Regions from separate parts of the Gossypium arboreum genome. Here region 1 is linked to region 2. A link is a contact called in public Hi-C data. All regions are on one chromosome and are shown on one strand. The core of a region is the stretch at or near the end of the contact, and the rest is flanking DNA. Distances in the headings are between cores, read along the strand shown. Region 1 holds the start of LOC108479818. Region 2 holds the start of LOC108480635 (50S ribosomal protein L35, chloroplastic-like).

What was found. A called contact is a pair of places that touch in the nucleus more often than the background predicts.
Region 1: a contact with region 2 is called in a Hi-C map of leaf, with 4 times the contacts expected there. The contact joins the promoter of LOC108479818 here to the promoter of LOC108480635 in region 2. A contact is called at or near these places in 2 of 5 Hi-C or Micro-C datasets (both in leaf).

Annotation. Positions count from the first base shown.
Region 1 is chr8:91,737,531-91,744,543 of ASM2569848v2, forward strand. It overlaps LOC108479818, which reads left to right and starts at 3,213. Exons shown (of 6, transcript XM_017782626.2): 1 at 3,213-5,718; 2 at 5,890-6,159; 3 at 6,256-6,429; 4 at 6,524-6,630; 5 at 6,756-7,013. The coding sequence starts at 5,566. It overlaps LOC108479035 (a long non-coding RNA gene), which reads right to left and starts at 4,316. Exons shown (of 4, transcript XR_008287078.1): 1 at 4,191-4,316; 2 at 3,986-4,121; 3 at 3,422-3,787; 4 at 2,902-3,317.
Region 2 is chr8:91,570,087-91,576,947 of ASM2569848v2, forward strand. It overlaps LOC108480635 (50S ribosomal protein L35, chloroplastic-like), which reads left to right and starts at 3,057. Exons shown (of 3, transcript XM_017783686.2): 1 at 3,057-3,493; 2 at 3,673-3,789; 3 at 5,484-5,704. The coding sequence starts at 3,206. The coding sequence ends at 5,561. LOC108480544 (heptahelical transmembrane protein 2-like) reads left to right here. Exons shown (of 4, transcript XM_017783580.2): 4 at 261-1,035. The coding sequence ends at 926.

The DNA of each region.
Region 1 (7,013 bases), core at 1,963-4,462, 170 kb after region 2:
AAAGGGAAAATAAAGCCAAAATTTGCTCATCTTTCTTCAACCTTCGCCAAAACTTGGAAGAACACCATAGCTAGGGTTTTTTCATCTTTCAAGCTTGATTGTGAGTACATCCTAGCCCCGTTTTTAATGCTCTTTATGTTTTTGAAGTCGTATTCACCCGATCTTTCTATTTCTACCATTTTTTTGAAGTAGGGTTCATGTTTAAAATTTTACCCATGTATGACATGCATGTATTTTGATATTTTTTGGTAGAAAATGAAAGTTTGATATGTAATAAACAACTTTTACTAAGTGATTTTTGATGGAAATACATAAAAGGACCTATTTGTAAAAAGTTATAAAATGTGTAGTAAAGATGTGATTTGATGAAAATTTTGGGCTAATATGAGTATATATATGGTTCAGCTAGGCTTGGGTAACAAAGAAATTGAATACATTTCAATTTAGGAGCCTAGGGGCTAAAATGTAAACATGTCAAAGTTTAGGGGAAAAAATGTAATTTTTTCCATAATGTAAGTTTTGGACTGAATTGACTGATGTGATTAATAAATGAGTTAAACTTGCTATTATAGATTAAGAAAAATGATGTTCGGACCTAGATCGGGGGAAAAATAAAGTATTTGATGATTTGGTCCCTTTTCTACTATTTTTGTACCGAGGTAAGTTCTTATGTAAATAATACATTGTTTTAAATATGTTTTGTATGTTTTACTATTGTATGAATTATGATTGATCATTGAGCGTGTTCGACAAAGTTACGACAATTTTGAAATCCCGATCGAACCTTAGAAATAGATAGGATACAAATGTCATGACATTAAGGTTATTGAGACTATGTGTAAGACCATATCTGGGATATGGCATCAGTATGAGACTTCGTGTAAGATCATATTTGGGATGTGGCATCGATATGAGATTTCGTGTAAGACCATAGCTGGGCTATTAGCATCGAAACGAGATCCTATGTAAGACCATATCTGGGATATGGCATTGGTGTGGTACTATGTGTGTGAGATACCCGAGTATCCTTAGTATTCCAAGTGGTTCAATGGGAACTGAACGAGAATGTCAAAGTTGTGAAAGACTATGGTATGTTGTAAATTGGTACAAGTATGTACATAAAACTCATACTTAATGAGCTTGATATGTGATAAATCTCTTGGTAAGGTTGTGATTAAGTTGGATTGTAAGATTTATAATGACATTTATGTTAATTTACTTCAAGTTAATTGTATGTTAAATGTGATTTTATAATGCTTATTATTTACATGGGAACTTACTAAGCTTTAAAGTTTACTCATGTTTCTTTTCCCTTGTCTTATAATGTCACCAAGCCAGCTCGGGGATCGGAGATTGTCGGAGATCTAGTCACACTATCAACCTATTATTTTGGGTACCAATGATTTGAACATTTTGAGTTATGGCATGTATAGGGACTTGGTCATTTTATTTTGTGTTATAATTGATTGGCCAAATGTGTTGGCTTATAATGGTTGATAATTCATTTTGTAAATGGCCATTGAAATTGGCTAATATTGATTTAAGTATATATGCATATGATGATGTCTTTCATGGATGTAGAAAATTGTATGATTTGAGTTGAAATATATGTGATGTTTGTGTATGATAAATGATAGTATGTGAATGAGGTATTGATGCGTTGGTTGTTGCTGATTTGGTTGAATGTATATACTTGGAATGGTGTTATGTTTTGTTGTGTAGATTTGTGCATGGAAGGGTGACAATATGGCTTGTAAAATAGCCTTATTCTTGTCCACACGGGTAGACACATGGGTGTGTGTCTAGCCATGTGTGACACACGGCTCGCCCCATGGGCGTGTGATCCAGCCGTGTGTCCCCTGTACATTAATTGTTGCAAAACAGAATGCTCAGTATGAGCACACAGGCGTGTGTCTCAGCTGTGTGGATGACACAGCCTCAGGTACGGGCTGTGCCCTGGGTGTGTGAAGTCTACACCTATTTTATGAAAAATTATAAAAATTAAATCGCCCATACAGCCTAAACACACGGGCGTGTGCCTTGCCCGTGTGACTTCTATTTGTTCTTAGATGACAAATAGAGAGTTACACGGGTTAAGGACACGGGCGTGTGTGACCACACAGCCTGCCCATACGGGCGTGTCTCAAGCCACACGGGCCTATGTCTCTTAAAATAAGAAAATTTATCTAAGTGTTGTGAAATTTCCAAAGTCTTCAATTTGGTCTCAAACCGCTTCCAATGCATGTTGGGGGCCTCGTAGGTTCGTTTTAGGGACGATGTGAATGTAAATGAGAATTTTAAATTTGGATGAAAATTTTCGTCTTGGTTTTGTATGTTTGTTTATGTTCAAGTCCGGTAATGCCTCGTACCCTATTCTAGTGTCGAATAAGGGTAAAGGGTGTTAAATGTGAGACTCTTAGCCCATTCTTATTTCTTCTCTGTTGTGAGGGATTGCCTTCCCTTATGTGATCGACACTTCAAAATGATCTGGTAAAGGAGGCCACTATTAGTCGGGGGTCCTCCAATATCCCATCTATTATTTACGGATGATTACATCCTTTTTTAGGAGGCAACCGAAGGAGGGCCTTCGGTGTTGAAACAAAATTTGAAAGATTATGAGAGTTCCTCTGGTCAATGTGTGAATTTTGACAAGTCAGTCATCTATTTTAGCTCTAATGTTGAGGAAGTGCGGATTGCGACCTCTTTTGGGGCTCCGTATTCCTACTGAGCCTGAGAGGCATATGGGTTTTTCAATTATCATAGGGAGGAATAAAAAGAGGGTGTTTTAGCATTTAAAAGACCACTTGCACAATAAGATTAAAAATTTGTGTGTATGATCTTTTTCTTAGGATGGAACAGAGGTCTTTATTAAGAATGTCGTGTATGCTATTCCCAATTTTGCTATGTTATGTTTTTAATTACCTGTTTCTTTTTGCTTAGACTTGGAGAGAATTCTAAGTAGATTTTGGTGGAAGAAATATGATGGACGTAGGGGCATCCATTGGTGTGATTGGTCATCTTTGTGTGATTCAAAAGATTTGGGTGGGATGGGTTGCCAACAATTAGCTCAATTTAAAGTTGTTCTCTTGGCTAAGAAAGGTTGGCGTTTAGTTAGTAATCTGAATTCATAGGTTGCGTGTGTTCTTAAGCATAAATACTATTCGCAATGTGATTTTATGAATTCTGAGTTGGGATCTTACCTTTCTTACCTTTGGAAAAACATTTGGGTTGCTAAAGGTTTGCTGAATTTTGGGCTGAGCTAACGTGTGGGTATAGGCTATCGTATCTGAGTCAGGGATGATGCATGGATCCACGGCCTACCTTGTCACAATTTATAGATTCAATGGATTAATTCACCTGATATGCTAGTTGTTGAGCTTGTTAACCATGATACTAGATAATGGAATGAGGCATTACTTACCACTGTTTTGGTTAATGCTACTGTGGAGAAGGTCCTCTGTATTCTTCTCGCATGGGAGGCTCATGATGATACTTTGGTATGAGGGGAGGAAGTTTCGGGGGAGTACTCGGTTCATAGTGTCTATTGCTTACTTCATCGCTCGAGCCCATCTAGTGACTATGACATATACAAGCCATTCTTTACAAGATTATGGAATTTACAACTATCTTCTAAGATAAAAATTACAACATGGCATATATTTCGCAATATCATCCCTAGTTTCTTTAATCTGTACAACCGACGACTATGCTTTGGTGCTTGGCGGCTATTGAAACTTTGGAGCACATCTTCTGTGACTGTCCCTCCGTTACTGGTATCTGGGTGGACCTATACATAACCTGGCCTAGTGAGCTTTTGGAGGCATGCTTGCAAGATTGGTTGTTTTACATTATTCAAGTTTACCCTATCACAATTTTCAGGAAAGTTGTGTGTGCCTTATGGTTTATCTAGAATGCTTGGAATCATCGTGTTTACAAAAATGTTATTATACAAATGCATATTTTAATTCAAAAGGTTGATACTTACCTTCCGGAATTGGATGTGGCATAGGTGAAGCTTCTTGGGCGCCCGATTAGGGATGAGCGGTGGTGACCCTTGGACGAATACTGTTTGAAAATCAACTTTGATGCGGCTTTTCATTCCCCTTTCAGGACATCCTGCACTAGAGTTGTTATCAGAAATAACCATTGGACTATATTGGCTTTGCACATGGTGGTTTGTAAACATATACCTTCTGCTTTTGCAGTTGAGGCCATTGCTTGTCTTCATGCGGTCCACTTGGGCCTGGCTCTTGATTTCCCAGATGTGATTGTTGAAGGTGACTCCCTCATGGTAATTCATAAGGTCCAATCTTCCCAGCTTGATCTATCGGTCATCGGCGCTTATATTCGAGACATAAAACATTGGGCAGGATATTTTTACAGGTGTGACTTTTGGCATTTCCTTCACTCGGGTAATACTATGGCTGATTTGTTGGCTAAAGAAGGCTTGAAAGCAGGGATGGGCTCTTATGTGTGCAGGGGTGTTTCCGATTTTACACAACGGGTGGTGGAGTGTGATCATCTATCCGATTTGTAATGCATTTAATGAGAAGTGGAGAGGGAGTGGGGAGCATTTTTCGTAGGTTTTCTGTTGTTTCTTTTGGTAGCGCTTGAGGATTCATATTGGTTTTCGACGAATTTCTCTTCGCTCCGGTGATGTCTCTGTGCCCTTGTTTGGATGGTCGCTATTTCTATTTGTGCTTGAAGTCTGTGTGCTAGCCTGTCTGGTTTTTTTTTCTTGTTAGATGTTTTGTTTTCTAGCTGCTTCTGCTGCGATCCAACTTTTGATATCTGCTCACCTCAGTTTTCATTTGCTACGTGGCCCATATACTTAGCTTTCTTAGAATTTGATTTGTTTGGTTTTCATTTTGTGTTTGCTTGGTTTTTGTTTATTTTTGTAGTGGACCTCATTTCTTTGTTTTGTTTAATGTAAGCCTAGTTTTTCAAATTTATTTTTTTACTACATTACTTTTTAATAAGAATTAAATAAAATATTTAAACGGCCCTTAAAGAAAAACAAATCAACGTCGTATTAACCATTTTGTACTAGGCATCCAATGAACAGTATACGTGTCAACCTTGAAAGCAATATGCTAGAAGCTACCGTCGGATCTTACGCCACGTGTAAGACAGCACCAAACCACCGCCGTCATTTAAAAGAAATCCTAACTTTGTGGGCCCCGCATATTATCCGTTTATGTGTTTACATGTCTGCCAGCACATGCTACCCTTTTCTCCCAGAGTACCCAAAATAGCCTTAACTCTAACCCCAATAATTGCCACAACTAAGGGTATTAAAGTAATCGCGAACTTTATTACACGTGCGATGGCTCAAACAACGCGGGATTTGCACGTGCTCGCCGCCAAAAAGGATCCGCTTACCCCCATTTTAACTCCATTAATTAGATTTCTCCAAAGTAACTTCTAGGGTTTCGGAATCTCCGAAATTTGCTCTCGTTCCTTAAATTTTGATTAGAGGTAAAAAAAAAAAAAAAAACTTTAAAGCTAGGTTTTCCGGCATTTTTTCGGTTGGTGTTGGGAAAATAGGGATTTGGCTTAGATTGGATGGTGCAGTTGATGAGATCGGGAACTCCTACGGCGGAACCCGAAGCGTGCCGGGACAAGGCGCCGGTGAAATTGGAGATCGTAGAGGATTCATTAGAGGAAGAACATGGCCCTGTTAATAAACGATCCAAACTTTCTCCAAATCTTCAACAGGTATTATTTTCCCTTCAAATTTCCTTTTTTTTTCCCTATGAAATAAATATATAAACAAAAACTCTCCCTATTTTGGAGAGAGATCTAAAGTATTTAGATAAGAATAAGAGCTTTTATTTTAGAGCTTTGAAATCTGAAAGATTTCATTTCTGGGTATATATATTTTGTCAGTGGAGCTCCGATGGCAATGCTTTCCCGATCCCGCCAGCGCAATACAACCCGTTGGATGAGCCGAGTCCACTTGGTTTGAAGCTAAGGAAGAGTCCTTCACTTTTGGATTTGATCCAAATGCGCCTCTCTCAATCCCAAAGCGGTAGCTCAGCCGCCCAAGCTGAGAGCTTGAACTCTGGTGTCAAAAAGGAGAGTAAAGCTGTTGCCGCTACCGATAAGCTTAAAGCCTCAAATTTTCCAGCTTCCATTCTTCGAATCGGCCACTGGGAGGTACCTTTTATTATTTTTTATTCATTTATTTTATTAAATACATTCATTTTGGGGGGTCAAGTAGCTGAAGAATTGCTTACTTGGTTATTTTTGCAGTATAAGTCGAGGTATGAAGGTGATTTAGTGGCCAAGTGTTATTTTGCAAAGCATAAGCTTGTCTGGGAGGTGTTGGAAGGTGGGCTTAAGAGTAAGATTGAAATACAGTGGTCGGATATTATGGGTCTTAAGGCAAATTGTCCTGATAATGGACCCGGGACTTTGAATGTTGTGGTAAACTTTCCTATGTTCCGTATGATATTCTTTTGAGTTTCCAATCTCCTTTTTAGTTTTCCTGCAACAATTATGTGTGCCTGTAATTATGCAGCTGGCTAGACAGCCCCTTTTCTTCCGGGAGACTAATCCGCAGCCTAGAAAACACACCTTATGGCAGACAACTTCAGATTTTACTGATGGTCAAGCTAGCATACATAGGTAAAAGTGATGTATATTTTATTCTTTTTCCCTTTTTGTGGAAATACAAGCTGAATTTACGTTAGTTGTTTGCATAGGGTTATGTGGCTAATTTGCTAATAAAATTTTGTAATGCTACTTTGCAGGCAACATTTTCTGCAGTGTCCCCAAGGGTTGTTAAACAAACATTTTGAAAAACTGGTCCAATGTGATATGCGTTTGAACTGTTTAAGCAGACAGCCAGAGATAATTTTGGATTCACCGTACTTTGAATCACGAAGTTCTGTTTTTGAGGATCCCAGTGAACCTAAAGGGCATGACTATGGCCAAGGGGAGACTGGTAAAGGATCTACTAGCTCTGGCTTCCAGAATATAGCATCACCTGTTGCAGCTCACTCCTCGTC
Region 2 (6,861 bases), core at 1,807-4,306:
AAAATTTCAAGAAGAAAAATCATGATTTCCCAAAATTTTGAGGGGGCAAGGCCCTACAGGGCTTTTAAACTGTCCGCCTTTGGATGTAATTAACAATTCAGATGATGTGATCTCTGTCAACAGAGAAATTTTGCATCAAATACTGTAAATTTCAATGTTTTCTTCAATGTGCATTTCCCACTTCCATTTTAGTAGGAGCAGTAAATCATGGGAAGGAACTGAAATGCAGTATGACTTTGAATTTGATGTTTGGTTTGCAGGGTTCAGAGTTGAGGCACATTCCTCAGTTGGACTTGAAGAAAGACGGGTATAACGCAATTCCAAAGTGGCCCTGGTTTGTTTTCTTGTCTGGTGCAATGGGGTGCTTGGTTTGCAGCTCGGTCTCACACCTCTTTGCTTGCCACTCCAGACGCTTTAGCCTCTTCTTCTGGCGCCTAGACTATGCAGGCATCTCTCTCATGATAGTCTGCTCCTTCTTTGCTCCCGTGTACTACGCTTTCTTCTGCCATCCGTATTCATGCTTTTTCTATCTTACTTCCATATCGGTGCTCGGAGTCCTTGCCATCATCACTCTGTTATCACCAACTCTCTCAGCATCCCGTTTCCGATCTTTTCGAGCTTCCTTGTTCCTTGCAATGGGCTTCTCAGGGGTGATCCCAGCAGCACATGCAGTTTCTTTGCACTGGGGCCATCCGCATATATTTGTATCTCTCGGTTATGAGCTCGTGATGGCGTTCCTATACGCTGCAGGCGCTGCGGTTTATACCAGCAGAATACCGGAGCGGTGGAAGCCTGGTGCATTTGATATTGCAGGGCACAGCCACCAGATCTTTCATGTGTTTGTTGTTCTCGCGGCACTTGCTCATTGTGTTGCTACCCTTGTGATTATGGATTTTCGTCGGGAATCTGCAACCTGTGCGTATTAGCATTCTACTGTTAGGTAAACAATGTTTTGATGATCAGGGGGATTTCCTAGTTCTCCCAGTTTTTGGCTTATTAAATTCTATCACTTCCAACAACATTTTCCTTAACAAACTGCAATTGGTGACCTCCAAAATTATATTTGATTGCCCATTGATTTTCCATCCATAGCTTTTAGGCTAAGTTATACACTTTTATAGATGGAAAAGCTAAAAACAGAAATGATGTTGTCTTATGTTACTCCTTAAAATTAAATTTACCTTGTGCTGACTTATAACTTATCAAAAATTATTTTTTGAGAAAACTTAGGCCAAAAACAGTACAACAAGCAAAGATGGTAATGATTCGATTTTGAGAAAATTTGAACTTGAAAAAGTTTGTGTCCAAAAATATATGAGTCTAAGTTAATTCAATCCCAAATAATTCAATCTTGATACAAATTTGACCTCAAACCTGTAATGAGGTAAGTTTAAAATTGATTCAATCCTGAGCTCAAGATAGATCCGATCTCAAACTAAAAAAAAAAAATTTGAATTTAAAATTAAATAGACATTAATAATTAATATAAGGACTGTCTCTTTGGCTTGAATTTATTATTCCATACACAGGCAGTAGAGTCGTCTCTTCGAGTGCCGTCTGACATATTAAAAAATAGGTGAAACATGGCTAAAAAAAATGTTAATGAAAAAAATCAAAGTGAACTTAAGTTTTTACACCCTAAGATATTATAAATTCAAAACAGTTAATTAAAATGCCTAATTAAACTTAGACAGAAGTTTAAAATTAACAAATTTATAAATCGAGAAAAATGGTGGGATTGAAGATATCAACTCTGACAACATTATTTTTGAGAAAAAATAGTACTAGTTTCAGGCTTTAGTGTTTTCATGCCTTAATCATTTATAGTTCAAGCACTATAGAGAGATTGATATCAAGGCCATGACATTTAATAATTCCAACTACATTAATTGAATGAGCCAAAGAACAATGTGAAAGATATTATTAAAAGTCATTTTGAGTACAAAAATTTTAAAAATATTTTTATATTTACTTTTCAAAGTTTTAAAATTTTAAAATATTTTTAATAATTATGACTAAAATGATAAATTTTGTAATATTAAAGGCTAAATTTGATAAATTTTTAAATTTAAAATCAAATTGATAAAATTTAAAAACATTACAAAATTAAATATAGAGCAAACTTAATAGTTAAGTGACGATTTTTATACATTACCTATTTATATATAATATAAATATTAGATAAAAAGATAATTATAAAGTTTACAAATAAAATGCACTAAAAAAGTTTACAAATGAAGGATAAATAAGTCGCCATAAATGAATACATCACAATAAATAAGAAAACATCAAATGCATTTGAATTTAGACAACCTTGTAGAAGTAAAAACTTTGTTTTATATTTTTATTTTTTAAAATTATATATATTTAATTTTATAATAATATAAATAACTTGTTATTTTATAAATAAAAACGTATAAACTTATTAAAATACATCTAAAATGAATTTAAATATATGGTTGTCCAAATTCAAATGTGTCAGGACAACAATTTATTCATGTTCATCATTGATATAAAAAAATATACTTTTCATTAATTAATATATTTTTAAAGTTTTATTTTTTTATTTTTTCAATACATGGTATACTGAGGCTGTCACCATTCACCATTGGATTGAACATCAGTACTATATTAGTATAAATTAATAGTGTTAGTGTAGAGATATTAATATGGGTGATAAAAAGCAAGTTCAAGTATCAACTAAACTCAAAAAATTTAGATACCAATTAAATATTTTTGAGCAAATTTAGAGCATAAATTATATATTAACAAAAAAAAACATCTTTTCTTTGTTTCCATTTCCAAATTTAGAACTTTAATTGAAAGTATAGAGGAATATAAAAGTTTGTATTGATTGTTTGAAGTGATGAAGTAAGAAAATAGATTTATTTGAGATTGGTGGTTGATATTGGTCATTAATTCATTTTATTTGTATTATCATGATTTCTTTTTTCTAAACATGCTTAATTAGCTGTTAATCAAAATGTACCCAAGCTGTTAACCAAATTTTCATATTACATATTAGGAAATAAATTCAAAAGAACTAAGGCCACAAACAAATGGCGAATATTCCGCAGCAGCATGGCAATCCATGAGGACGCAACGTCTGAGACGGCAGTTTTCTGCGGTTCTATCCTAAGCTACTACTTTCCCACATACAATAATAACATCCTTAGCTTCAACACATTCATTTCATTCTTCCTCAATGGCTTCTTCTCTCAATTTAACCACTCTTTCTCTTACTTTACCCATTCCCCATCCTCATCCCCATCCCCATCCCCATCCCTTCTCATCCACTCGACTCCCTCGTGGCTCGCTCCAACTCCTCCAATTCAACAAGGTGGGCAAAGCCTTGAAACTCAGTTCCTCTCAAACCATCTCTGCTTTCCCTTCCTTTGCTTCCCAGGCCCTTCCCGCTTTCGCCCCTGCCCCCCAAACACTCCAATCCCCCACTGTCTTTGCGGCTAAAGGCTACAAAATGAAAACCCACAAGGTACTTCTCTCTTTCTTCTCTTTGCTTCCAGTGAATTTGGTTGCCATATCCAGGAAAACTTGTGCCAAAAGAATCCACATTTTTAGAATTCAGCAAATTTAAAAAATTTTATGAATAGATTTAGTTATTTGCTTTGCTTTTCTAATGGATACCATGTTGTCATATATATGGTTTATTAGGCTTCAGCAAAGCGATTCCGGGTGACAGGACGAGGGAAAATAGTAAGAAGGAGAGCTGGGAAGCAGCATTTGTTGGCTAAGAAGAACACCAAGCGTAAATTGCGCCTCTCCAAAATGGTCAGTCTTTTTTCCCCTTTTCGCCTCAGATTCTACTTTGTTATTATTATTAATAATTATTAAAATCCTTTTATCTTTTAGATAGCCTGACTGCTAATTCCTCCAAATTAATGCTGCGTTTTGGTTCTTGCATAGAAGGGATAAGCAACTGTGGGATATGGATTTGTAGCTTATACTTTTAATTTCTTAATTCCAAGCTCCTTATCATGACTGTTATCTTGTGTCAAACAAATAAAACTTAAACTGCAAGGAGTGGTTGGTGGGATGTAAGAAAGCAAATAAGACATTGCAATGAGAAAATTCGTTAAGGAAACTGAATAATTATTGTTTTTACTTTTGAAAGTCTTAGAATGAGGCTCACTTTTTTCTAAAAAAAAAAAATCTCCCAAGTTTTGGTGGATCTTCCCCTTCTTCTGGTTTCCCCAACTTGAATAGGAATTTAGTCCTGCTATTCTGTCTCTTGGCTCTAATACAGTTTACCAGTGTGGTTTGGATATGTAGATGAGCTCTGCCTTGGCATTTCAAGATTTTCAATCAGACAGGCTTCAAATTACTTTCTTTTAGTTTCTAAGTTATCCAGAGAGAGCAAATATTCCTGAAGGAATAGTTATTTTAATTGCTACCCCATTTAGGCTATATGCTGTCTGCCATCCTAGGTCCATTTTTCATCTCGTATCAAGAAAAGAGTCAAATGTCTCTTAGAGAAAATCTATATTAGAAATAATGAGCCTATGTTCTTGTTGGGGTATAGCAAAGTCAGGTTGGTCTTTAGGAGGTTTTGATGGGTGGAATCATGATTTTTTTTTTGTTACCTTAGTTTGGTGAGTATGGTAGGATTCAATGCAGATTAAACTTGTTTTTCTGATAAGTTGGCAGAGTGAAAAAGTGGTATATAATTTATCAAAGGGTATTTGAAAGTAACATGCTGCACCACCAGAAGTGAAAAGGCTTGCTTAAATGCTCAGTTGCTATCAGTTGATACCATGATTTGTTTTTTCTTCGTAGGAAGTCATATAAAGATTAGAGTTGGAGATGTTGAACCAAATATCTTAAATCGAATTTTTCTATTTTCAGTTACTGTATTTCTTGGTGAAATCATAGTGTCGTTATCTTACCCATTGTATGGTACGCGTGGTGGATGAGAGGAAGAAACTGGAAAGCGTTCATGTTAAACAAACTTAGACTATTCATAAAAAATGCAAATTGAGTACAGCTAATATCTATCATTATCATGACGAGAGCTTTGTTCTGTCTAAATGCTTAGTTTAATAGTTCATAGCTTCAGGCATGATCTGTTTGTATTTCCACTGTAACTCAGATAAAAACATCTAGGTTGCAGATCTTGTAAGATATTGTAAATTAAATCTCTCTTTCTTTCTTCTCTGAGCATAAACAAACCTCAACATATGAACAAAATCAGGTCATACTGAAATATATTGAAAATTTATTTGACTAATATTGAGAATTTCTTAAACCTAGAGGCTTACTTCAGATGCCCAGTTTAGGGTCATGAATTTTCCATTTGGTGTTTCTTTTAATCAAGCTGCTTGGAATATAATAGAAATTGATCCATTACCAATATTTGGTCAAACAGACTGTTCAAGTTGCTGATATAATCTCAAATGAAATTCTTTTATTTGATGCATAAGTTTGAACGTTGCTTATGGTGTATTTGTGTCAATTTCCGTCTGCAGCACGATGTTAGTCGGAGTGACTATGATAACGTGATTGGCGCCTTGCCGTATCTCAAAGTAAATAGAAATGCCAAGTGAAGAGTTGCCATGTGATGAGTTATTTATGTTGCTTTCTTGTGGTTTCTCACAATTATGTTAGAGAAAGTTGTGTTTATTGCTTTAATCTGTGGTGCACTTAGTGGCCATTGATAAAATTCCTAGTTGAATTTTATTTATTTCAATCATTTTGGCACTCGTTTCATTCCAGTTTAGACATCACAGGTAACATTACATGATCTGAACTCCTATGCTGGATGCTTTGGGTGTTGAAATAGGCTCAGAACATCTAGACTAAACTGTTTTTAAACTTCTCAATCATTTGCAAATAATAAGATAGATAGGAGAGTAAACCATTCGACTCAGTCAAGAAAAGAAGAAAAAAAAGTAATCCGAATTCAAACGGGATCAAATTTGATTTGATAAGAAAAAAAGAAAACTAAGACTCAATTTTTGGTTTCAATAATATTTTTTTAAAGAAGAGTATTAAAAAATTGTGTTTGGTTGAATATTAAAAAAATAAAAATGAAAATATGTAAAAGCAAAGTTGTGTCATGGTCCGATGGAAGCATCGGATTGTTTCTGGGTGGAAGGGTGCCCGTCAGATGTCATGGAGGCGGTGGCTCAGGACCATCATCGCTTTGCTTGAACGGGGTAACGCGATGGATGGTAGTTTTCTGATGCAAACATTTTTCTGGTTTTCATCGTTTTGTTTTTCTGTTTGCATTTGTTTGGTTCTCCTGGTCTTTGGGAAGGGTTGTATTAAATTTCAGACTACCACTTCGGCTTTGGATTGATCACAGGTCTACGTCTTGGACCATGAACTGTTTGGTTTCGTAATGGATGCCGGCCATTGTCTTCGACCAAATATTTTTTTAATTTAATTATTGAATAGACTAAAAGTTATTATTAAATAAAGAATAAAAAATAGAAATAACAAGAAAAATATAACAAAAGAGTGTCTTTAAAAGCTTTTCTAAAGTTTATATTTATAGGAATAAAATAAAATTCTTCTCTTAATAATAAATTTTTATTCTAATAAACATTCACTTTATAATAAGAGTTGATATATATTGAGGTACCGATTGAGATAATTTATGCTTATTTGGTATTAAATTTTTTTGAATTGATATCTAAATTTAAAATTATAAGCCAACTTAGTATTTTTTAGGTATTTGAATAACATTATTAAAATATGCTAACGTGACTCGATGACTAATAACATGGTGACACGTGCTAGTCTCATATTTTAACACGTGGTAAAAAATAATAATTTTTTTAAATTTTTTCCATTATCATCATGTTATTGGTCGTCAATGGCATCATGTCAGAGTATTTTAAT